Linked DNA regions of Ovis aries: all the other regions are linked to region 3. A link is a contact called in public Hi-C data. All regions are on one chromosome and are shown on one strand. The core of a region is the stretch at or near the end of the contact, and the rest is flanking DNA. Distances in the headings are between cores, read along the strand shown.

Region 1 (2,700 bases), core at 115-2,614, 160 kb before region 3:
AGCTGTCCCCACCTCGGTCCTACAGAGGGGAGTCAGCGGCCACACGCACACACACCCATGCAGACCAGGGAGGTGGCAGAGGACCTGCAGGGGGACTGCCCAGCTCCTAGGGCCAGGGCCAGGGCCACGCCAGGGAGCCCCAGCACCAGATCTCAGGGCAGGGGCGTCCCCAGCACACACGGGGGGAAGCCCCTGCCCAGGAGCCGCTGAGGGGAGGGGCTGTGCCCACATGTGAGGATGGATGGGTGTGGCAAGGCTGTGGTGCCCGCCTTCCTCAATCCTGCCTGTGGCACCTGCAGAGCACCTGCTCATCTCACCAAGCAGCCGATGACTCAGTTTACCTGAGTCAGAGGTGTCTGCCTGCCCCGCACAGGCTGGGCCTCCATGCGCTCTGTGCTCTCTCTGAGCTGCGCTGGGGGCCTGCTGGTCCTGTGCCGCCCTGTACTCATCTACCTCGAAGTCAGACCAGGGAGGGCTGCACACTGACGGCCCAGCAGAGGCCCAGCCCATCCAGGGTGGGGAGACCAGCCAGGCAGCAGGGCCCATGGCCACCTGGCAAGGGCAGCAGGGCTCCCAGCCTGCATGCCCTTCAGGGCCAGATGTGCAGGGAAGAGCCCCAGCTCTAGACCCTCGGCTCCACTCCCCAGGTGATATGGGCACATCCCCAGGCCCCGCGCCTTCCGTGAGCTGCAGACAGAATATGAGCTCACAACCCGCCCCTTTCCAGAACCCATAACTCAACCTGAGAACCAAGCCCAAGAGACCCACTTGATGACAGAGCAGCCCCCACCAGAAAGCCAGACCAAACCCACAGGAAAAAAGGACAATCGGTAACTAGGTACACGGCAAAAGGATGTAGCTTCTGTCACCAACTCTAACAGGGACGTTAAACAGCAAGAGCGGAGTGTGCTCTGGCGGAAACCGAGCTGCCAAGCGAGACGAGAAGTGGGAACGACGATTTGGATCTCGCGTGTGGGTGTAAACACAGCAGTCGGAACAAGTCTCATCTGTCACGTTAGTTTACAACTGGCACGGTTCACGCCCGTGGAGCTGCAGGGGGCTGCTCTGCCAGACCCCCGCCACCGACGGTCCTTTCTTGTCCCGGCCGGATTTACGCCTCTTTTGAGCAGGGTTACCACCCGGCCGGGCATGGATCGTAGGTTCCTGTCATTTGGTGGAGAAGGTAAGGCTGCTGGAATTATGGAAATCACTGCTCTGCATTTACAGAGCCCCAAGTGCCAGAGCGCATGCCTGCTCAAACGCACACACGTGTGCGCGCACACAGGCACACACACACGCGCCTCTGAAAGCGTCCCAGCAGCAGTCTGAAGTCAATGTTTGCGCAATTCCCTCTTAAATATTCTCACACGAATAGCTAAACTCTGGCAAAATGCTTGGGACTCTGTGAGTCAGATGGTTCGGGGCTGTGCTGTGCTCCCCACAGCCAACTCTGCTCGTGGGGGATTTGGCAAACTGGGCGTTGTCGCCAACAGTGCCGGCAACACATCTCGGGAACAGTCAATTTCTCTCCCGGTAAACACAGAACTCCCGCCCTGAACCCGGAGTGGGAGAGGCCACGGTGAAGAACACCTTCCTCCTCATGGCCTGGATCACCCACTGAAAGAAACGGTGCTTCCCGCCCCCAGGATGGCAGCCTCCCCTTGCAACACTCACCCCCAGGGCCCCAGGAGCAGGTAGTACTTACGACTGGCAGGCAAAGGACATGCCAAAGATGGGGATGCAGCGGAAGACGCCCTCCCAGCGGATGTAACTGACCCGCTGCAGCCACTGCCCACCGAAGAGGCCGTGCTTGAAGGAGGAGAGCACGATCTGCGAGGAGAAGGAAGCGGGACTCGGCACAGGGCAGCACACACAGGTGGGACTCGGGCCAGGGCCGGGCAGGGCACCGAGACAGCCGGCACCACAGTGCAGGCCCCGCACAGGGCAGCCTGTTGCCACCGGCTGGAGGGGCTGGGGGGGCTGCAGGGGCTGGGAGTGGTGTGTGGCCCCAGGGTTTCGGCTCTCTGCTGTGCCACCAGCTGGCCAGGTGCTGCCCAGAGGAGCTGTGGGGCCTCCTGGCACCAGGGGCGGCTGCCCATCCAGGGCTACAGATGGTAAGCAATGAGCCCCACCTGCTGTGCACACCCCAGTCGCCTCCAGGTCAGGACAGTCCCCCAAGCTGGCAGGTCCTTGCCAGTCCTGTGCAGACATAATTTAAAAGACAGACCCATCAAGGACAGGGCTGCCTGGAGAAGCAGAGGAAGGATCACTGGGCTGGCCCTCAGAGCCGAGGGGCACTGGAGACACCACCCGGGGCTTGGTCTTCTAAGGAGAGCCCACTGCACAGACTCTCCCATTCTGCTCCCACCGGAGTGGTCAGGGGCTCAGGCCCAGGGGCTCCCAAGGGGCGCCCTGAGTATCAACTCCAGACTGCACCCCCCTGCCCTCTCAACAGTCAGTGATAAACACTCATTAGACAACAACTGCTCTCACCTCGTCATGACAAAAGGCTGGCCTCCTGACTCTTGGCCACAAAGCCCACATAAAAGGTCTTCCGTGAACTGGGGAGCATCACGCTTTCACTCCCTGCCTCAGAGCGCTCCCCTCCCCTGCGGCCCCATCTGGCCACTGGGCTCCTGTGGCGGATTCTACATCACGTTCCCGTCAACCTCAGCTGCAGCTGGCGGCCTGACACTCACC
Region 2 (2,700 bases), core at 115-2,614, 190 kb before region 3:
GTTCGGCACATAGCGAAACCTCTGCTCAAAGAGAACTGACCTGTCTTTCAGCAGCATGAGGGTGAACCCGTCACCCCCCTCACCCCTGCCGCCTGCCTGTGGAAGCTCACAGTGCCAGAATTCACTGTTCATTCTGGCCTATTTCTGGTGACAGACTCCAGACCTTTTCTTGACCCTGGACTTTTGGACTGGTTCAGGCTCACTTCAGGAGCATTTTCTACAATTGGGAACCCAGACCTCCTACAACTTAGGAGAGTCTTTCTCAAGGACCTGAAGGCCACTCCTTGAAATGTAACCACCAGGAGGGACAGGGTCTGTCCCCCAGTTCCTACCGCACGATGGGATCTTAGCTTCTGTAACCACCAGTTATCAGCACAGCAGCCGTATCCCACCGAAACCGCCCAAACGCCTGCCATTTTTCACTTGAACTCCACCCTTCTGTCCTGTCCTGAAAACGCCCAGTCCTCTCCGCACAATTTGAACTGGAATTCAGGGCTTCCCCCACTGCCTGGACCACTTAATAAAAGGTTTTCTGCCGCTCTTCGAATCAGCGTCTGGTTATCTCGGCCAGAGTTCGGGGGATCACTGTTTCTTTTTCTGTAAAGCTACTTTAAGCTGGGTAAGAAAACAGAAAAACTTGGGATTTTGTTCAAGGGGGTCACTCTTCCCCGTGGACCTGACACAGGGATGGCCTGACTTGCCGCCCCCCAAGGCTGTGGGGTCCCCCAGCCTCGGGAGGGGCCGAAGGGTAGGATTTGAGATGAGGAGTGTTCTAGGATGTTGAAGCGGCCGGAAAACAGGGAAAGAGGCGAGAGGAGAGGTGGGAGGGGACGGAGGGGGACGAAGGGGACGCCAAGCCTGCCAGCATCCGGAGGGCACGGGGCGCGGGGATCCCGCGGGGGCAGTGCGCAGCCAGGGAGGCGGTCGGCCTGGGCTGGGGGTGAGGCCAGGAGGCGGCGCGTGGTGGGACCAGGGCCGCCAGCACTCACTCACCCGGTGCAGAAAGCTCAGGCGGTCCCGCAGCGGCGGCGTGGCCGCCATGGTGCCGGCCACCTTCCGGCCCCGCCCCGCTTCCGCCAGGCCCGGGCCCCCGCCAATCAGTGCGTGAGCCTGACCCCGCGGGCCAATTACCCGAGTGAGGAGGGCCTTGCGGCCGACTTCGGGAAACAGTTTGCGCGTGAACCAATACAAAGTCCAAGGACAGCGACCGACAACGAGCCAACTGCAGGGCTCTGGGAGACTGAGAGCGGTTCCGGAGAGGCTAAGGCGAGGGCTAAGCCTGACCAAGTGACAAAGCGCAAGAAAGATTGTGGGCGGAAGTGCCTGCCGGTTAAGCTGTTGGGCGCCGGAAGAGGCCGGACCTAAGATGGCGGCGCCCACAGGTGCCGGGAGGAGCCGCTCATGTCGGGGAACGGAGCTGTGTGGGGTCGCGTGCGAAGCCGCCTCCGCGCCTTTCCCGAGTGTCTAGCTGCCTGTGGGGCCGAGGTGCGGAGTCGTCAGGCGGGGCAGGAAGGGCCGCGCGAGGCGGGGTGCAGGTTGGCGGGGGGCGGCTAGTGGTGACCCGGGAGCGGCGGCGGCGGGGTCCGCCCGGGTAATGAGCGGGCGCGGGGACCGTGGCGACCCTCGCCCATCTCCGTCCGCCCCCAGGCCGCGGCCTACGGCAGGTGCGTGCAGGCGTCCACGGCCCCGGGCGGCTGCTTGAAGAAGGATCTGTGCGCGCAGGAGTTCGAGGCTTTGCGGAGCTGCTTCGCTGCTGCGGTAAGTGAACGCCAGCCTCGCCCGGGGGTGGGACCCTAGGGGGCGGGGACCCACGTTACCTGTTTGGGAAACGGGCTTCCTTTTCTTCTGGGTTCGATGTTGGGCTCCAACAGGTGCTTCACGGGGGCACAGCCCCACACCAGCCGGCGCGACCCCCGCCGCCACGGAGGCTGCCTGTAATGAGGCTAGCACAAGGTTTTGAGCTGGTGCCCAAGATGTCAAGGTCCTGGGTTCCCTCGACTCGGTGGGTCTGGGGTGGGCCACGATGCCCACAGTCAGTTCTGTTCACCAGAGCTGCTTGTGCTGAGTACTGGACCTGGCAGGGGACAGTTGGGTCAGCTCACTAGAATTTAGGGAATCCAAGGAATCTCTATGATCCAGGATGGAGAATGCATGGGCCATACTTCATTTCCCAGAGGGCTCAAAGAACCCCTTGCACCTTCCTAGCAATCATTGTGGCTGGGATATGCGGCTCGCCCTTGTCACCAATCTCCAATATGACATGTTTCATCCAAGATGCACGTGTCGCTTGGACTTGCTTCCTGGCTCTTGGCAGCTTCCTTGCTTTACTCAGAGCACTCCCTCCGGGAAGTACAAACCTTCATCCTGTGGTCAGTGGTTGGAAGGATTCACATGTAAAATAAAGATCACACACTCCTGGCCAAACCAGGCTTTTCCCTACCGCCTGTGGTTATTAGTCAGGATCACAGGTATCCTGTGAATCCTCTCTGGAAGGAATCCTCTCTGATTCCTTACGCTTCTTTGCCCCTGTCATGTTGTCTTGCCCCCGGGAGCGTGTGGCTGCCTCTCCTGCTGTTTTCCATTGAGGGCAACCTAACCACAGGCCCCAGGCACTGGAAGTTCAGAACAGGGAACCTGGGGGTTTCTCATTTAAAGACACAAGCCATTTTGTCTACTCTGCCTGCACCCTGAGGCTCTGTG
Region 3 (2,700 bases), core at 59-2,558:
TGCTCTGCACCCACTGCTCTGCCCTGTGTTCAACTCACTGCTTGCATGTTGTCTTCCCACTCCTAGGGCTTGGACTGGTTCTGCACCAGAGAGGAGGCCGAACCCCGCCCCACTCATTTCTCAACAACCTCAGCATAGGCGTGCACTTACATCCTGTGTCACTGCCTACAAAACAAAACAGCAATGTTTCTGAGATGCTTTTATTCACACTTCCCAACAGGTGCTGGACACCTCCCCATTTCCCTACCCCAGCTGCCCTGCCTTGTGGCCCAAGGCTGACCTGTGGGCGCCGTGTTAATTGGAATTCAGCCAAAAAGGAGCTGGCAGATGAGAGGCGCAGGCAGGAGTAAAGTGAGGTCAGTATATATATCACCTGGCTCCTCCCGGCCAGTCGCTGTATCCCTCCCTCCAAGGTCGGAGCTCCTACAGGATGGGCCTCTCCTGTGGCTACAGCTACCCTTCAGGTCAAAGTGGTAACAGCTCCCCTTTGTTGCTGGCCCTGGGCAGCACCATCTCTCCTTTAATTCATTCATTTTCCATTTATTCAACTCTCCTCAAATACTCTGTCTGAGGGTGCCATAAAAATGTAAGACCACATCAATTGGCCATAAAGAACATTCTTGTATGTTCCACTTGGAGTAGCTTGGAGGGGAGACTAATGGAAACTAGGGGGAGGCTAGCCTCCAAGCCTCCCCTGGGGCCACCACTGTTTGTGTCCCCAGGATAATAGTAGAAGGTGTCAATAACTGACTCAATCGATATATGAATTGATCCCGCCTAGCCCCTTTACCACCCAACAGCAGACTGCCTCTTCCTTCCTTCCACCCGATCCGCTTCAGCCTTCATGGCCAAGCCCAGATGGCACGCTCCTTCCTTCCTCGTCCCCTGAGGTCAGGAGAGTACAGCGGTGAGTGGCTCAAGCCCCCAGGGAAGGTGAGGACCCGCAGCCGAGCAGCAGAGTCAGAAAACCAGGTCTCCAGGGGCTTCCGCCCTAACAGGCTAGGTGGATTTGAAGCTGTCACTTCACTCCACGTGTGCAACGGGAGCAACCACGACCCTAACCCTGCACAGCAGATGACCCAGAAGATGGTACAGTGCTTTGCGTGCAAAGGGCACTCGGGGACCCTCGGGACGGTGGGGGGTCCTCAGGGTTGGGGGTCCTTCAGTCGGCGCAAGTCGCTGCACGGTTACCCCCAGCACACCCAACTATAAGTACTCAGCCCGCTGCGGCCAGAGTACAGCGGCGCACGCCGCCCCACGTGGGGCCGCACGGGCTCGCGGCCCCGGCGCCCGATTGGTCTCCGTGCAGCCAATCAGAGGGCGTCGTTGACAGTGGCCTCGCCAATTGGCTGCGGGGAGCCTGCCAGGGAGGGGCGGGGCCTCCTTTTGTTCTTTCCTCCGCGGCACCGCGAGCCCGCCTCCTGGGCCCCGCCTCGGGGGTCCGGTACCGCCAGCGTTCCACCGTTGCGCGTACCCCCATCCCAGAGCTCAGGTTGGGGCCACTGGGGAGCTGCAGGCTGCGGCCGCGGACCCTACTAAGTGGCCGCTCCAGGGCCGGCCTCCCCTTCAGTCCCGTTTCCAACCACCCTCCCCCCAACATGCTCACACACAGGAGAAAGAACCCGCAGCCTGAAACACGGCCTGTGCTGGGACTGACCTTGGGCAAGCGCTTTCAGTTCGGTCCCTCAGTACACTTACCCTTGCTTTCTCCCTGTTTCCTAGGACTTGTGGAGAAGAAGAACCCATAAAAAATGAGCTCAGGCTCTTTCTAAAATGTACCCAGTGAGTGATAGAAAGTCTCTTGATTTTTCCAGAGGGAAAGTTTGTCGGAGACCAAGTGTCCGGATGTTGCTAACCTGAGACCGTTTTCAGAGTGACAGTCTTCTTCTAATCAGAGGGGATGGTTGGGGGATGGGGCAAAAGCCCCTGCCTCAGCCTGGCCAGCTGTGCAAACTCTCCCTAAATCATCTCCCTCTTCCATCACTTCACAGTGGCCTCCCTCTGGGGTGGAAAGTGGTGGCCCCAGGAGCCAGAGGCCCTTGCAGGGAGAGGGCTCTGGGCTGGGTTAGGGGGTCAGGGGTCCAGGTCTAGTCCCTTTCCCTCCCAGCCCACCACCTTCCCCCAGAAACTGCCTGGAGACATTTCCCAGTGCGATGGTGGCTACATACAAATCTCAGGAGGCAGTCAGCCTGCAGTACTGGCCCGGCTATGGACACAGGGCTCCCAATCTCTAGACTCCCCTCCCACTCAGAGTTCCCCTGTGCCCCTTCTCCCCAACCCACTGAGAACCAAGAGTCTCAGCATCTTTTCTTCCATGAGGTGTCAACCAAGAGGACCACCAGGACAACAGGAGGTACAGGGCCCCTGCAAGGGAGGAAGTCAAGCCCCAGGCACTCCTCAGCACCCACTCCAACCCCCATTGACCTGGAAAAGCCCCCAAACCACTGCTGATGGAGTCCTAATGGTGGCTTAGGGACAGCAGCTTGACAAACACAGGAGTCACCTCCGAAATCACCTGTCCAAGACCTAGGAGTAATGTAATTCCCTGAGATAGACTGGAATCTGATCCGTGTTCAGAATGCCTCCACATGCCATCAGTGGAGGAGTCCCTCAGCCATCGTGTGTGACTCCTTGGTTCTGGTGTGTTGGGCCAACCACTACAGCTCCCAGCAAGCATCATGGGGTTCAGAGGCCTCCCCT

The links. A called contact is a pair of places that touch in the nucleus more often than the background predicts.
Region 1: a Hi-C map of tail adipose tissue shows a contact between it and region 3, with 5 times the contacts expected there. The contact joins two enhancer-like sites. A contact is called at or near these places in 4 of 16 Hi-C or Micro-C datasets (blood, omental adipose tissue and tail adipose tissue).
Region 2: a Hi-C map of liver shows a contact between it and region 3, with 2.9 times the contacts expected there. The contact joins the promoter of NDUFAF8 here to the enhancer-like site in region 3. A contact is called at or near these places in 8 of 16 Hi-C or Micro-C datasets (blood, hypothalamus, liver and 3 more).

Annotation. Positions count from the first base shown.
Region 1 is chr11:50,942,530-50,945,229 of ARS-UI_Ramb_v3.0, reverse strand. It overlaps SLC38A10 (solute carrier family 38 member 10), which reads right to left. Exons shown (of 17, transcript XM_060394961.1): 5 at 2,700; 6 at 1,706-1,830. Among named protein-coding and RNA genes, the nearest start is that of SLC38A10, 10 kb to the right of the region's middle. Within about 2 kb of position 1,364, at least 1 of the 54 cell types and tissues checked has an H3K27ac peak or open chromatin away from gene starts, as enhancers often do. A contact at or near this core is called in tail adipose tissue, where this site is marked.
Region 2 is chr11:50,976,495-50,979,194 of ARS-UI_Ramb_v3.0, reverse strand. It overlaps NDUFAF8 (NADH:ubiquinone oxidoreductase complex assembly factor 8), which reads left to right and starts at 1,364. Exons shown (of 4, transcript XM_042256761.1): 1 at 1,364-1,485; 2 at 1,648-1,758; 3 at 1,872-2,002. The coding sequence starts at 1,402. TEPSIN (TEPSIN adaptor related protein complex 4 accessory protein) reads right to left here and starts at 1,069. Exons shown (of 13, transcript XM_060394962.1): 1 at 994-1,069. The coding sequence starts at 1,041.
Region 3 is chr11:50,784,144-50,786,843 of ARS-UI_Ramb_v3.0, reverse strand. No RefSeq gene overlaps it. Among named protein-coding and RNA genes, the nearest start is that of ACTG1, 29 kb to the right of the region's middle. Within about 2 kb of position 1,308, at least 19 of the 54 cell types and tissues checked have an H3K27ac peak or open chromatin away from gene starts, as enhancers often do. A contact at or near this core is called in liver and tail adipose tissue, where this site is marked.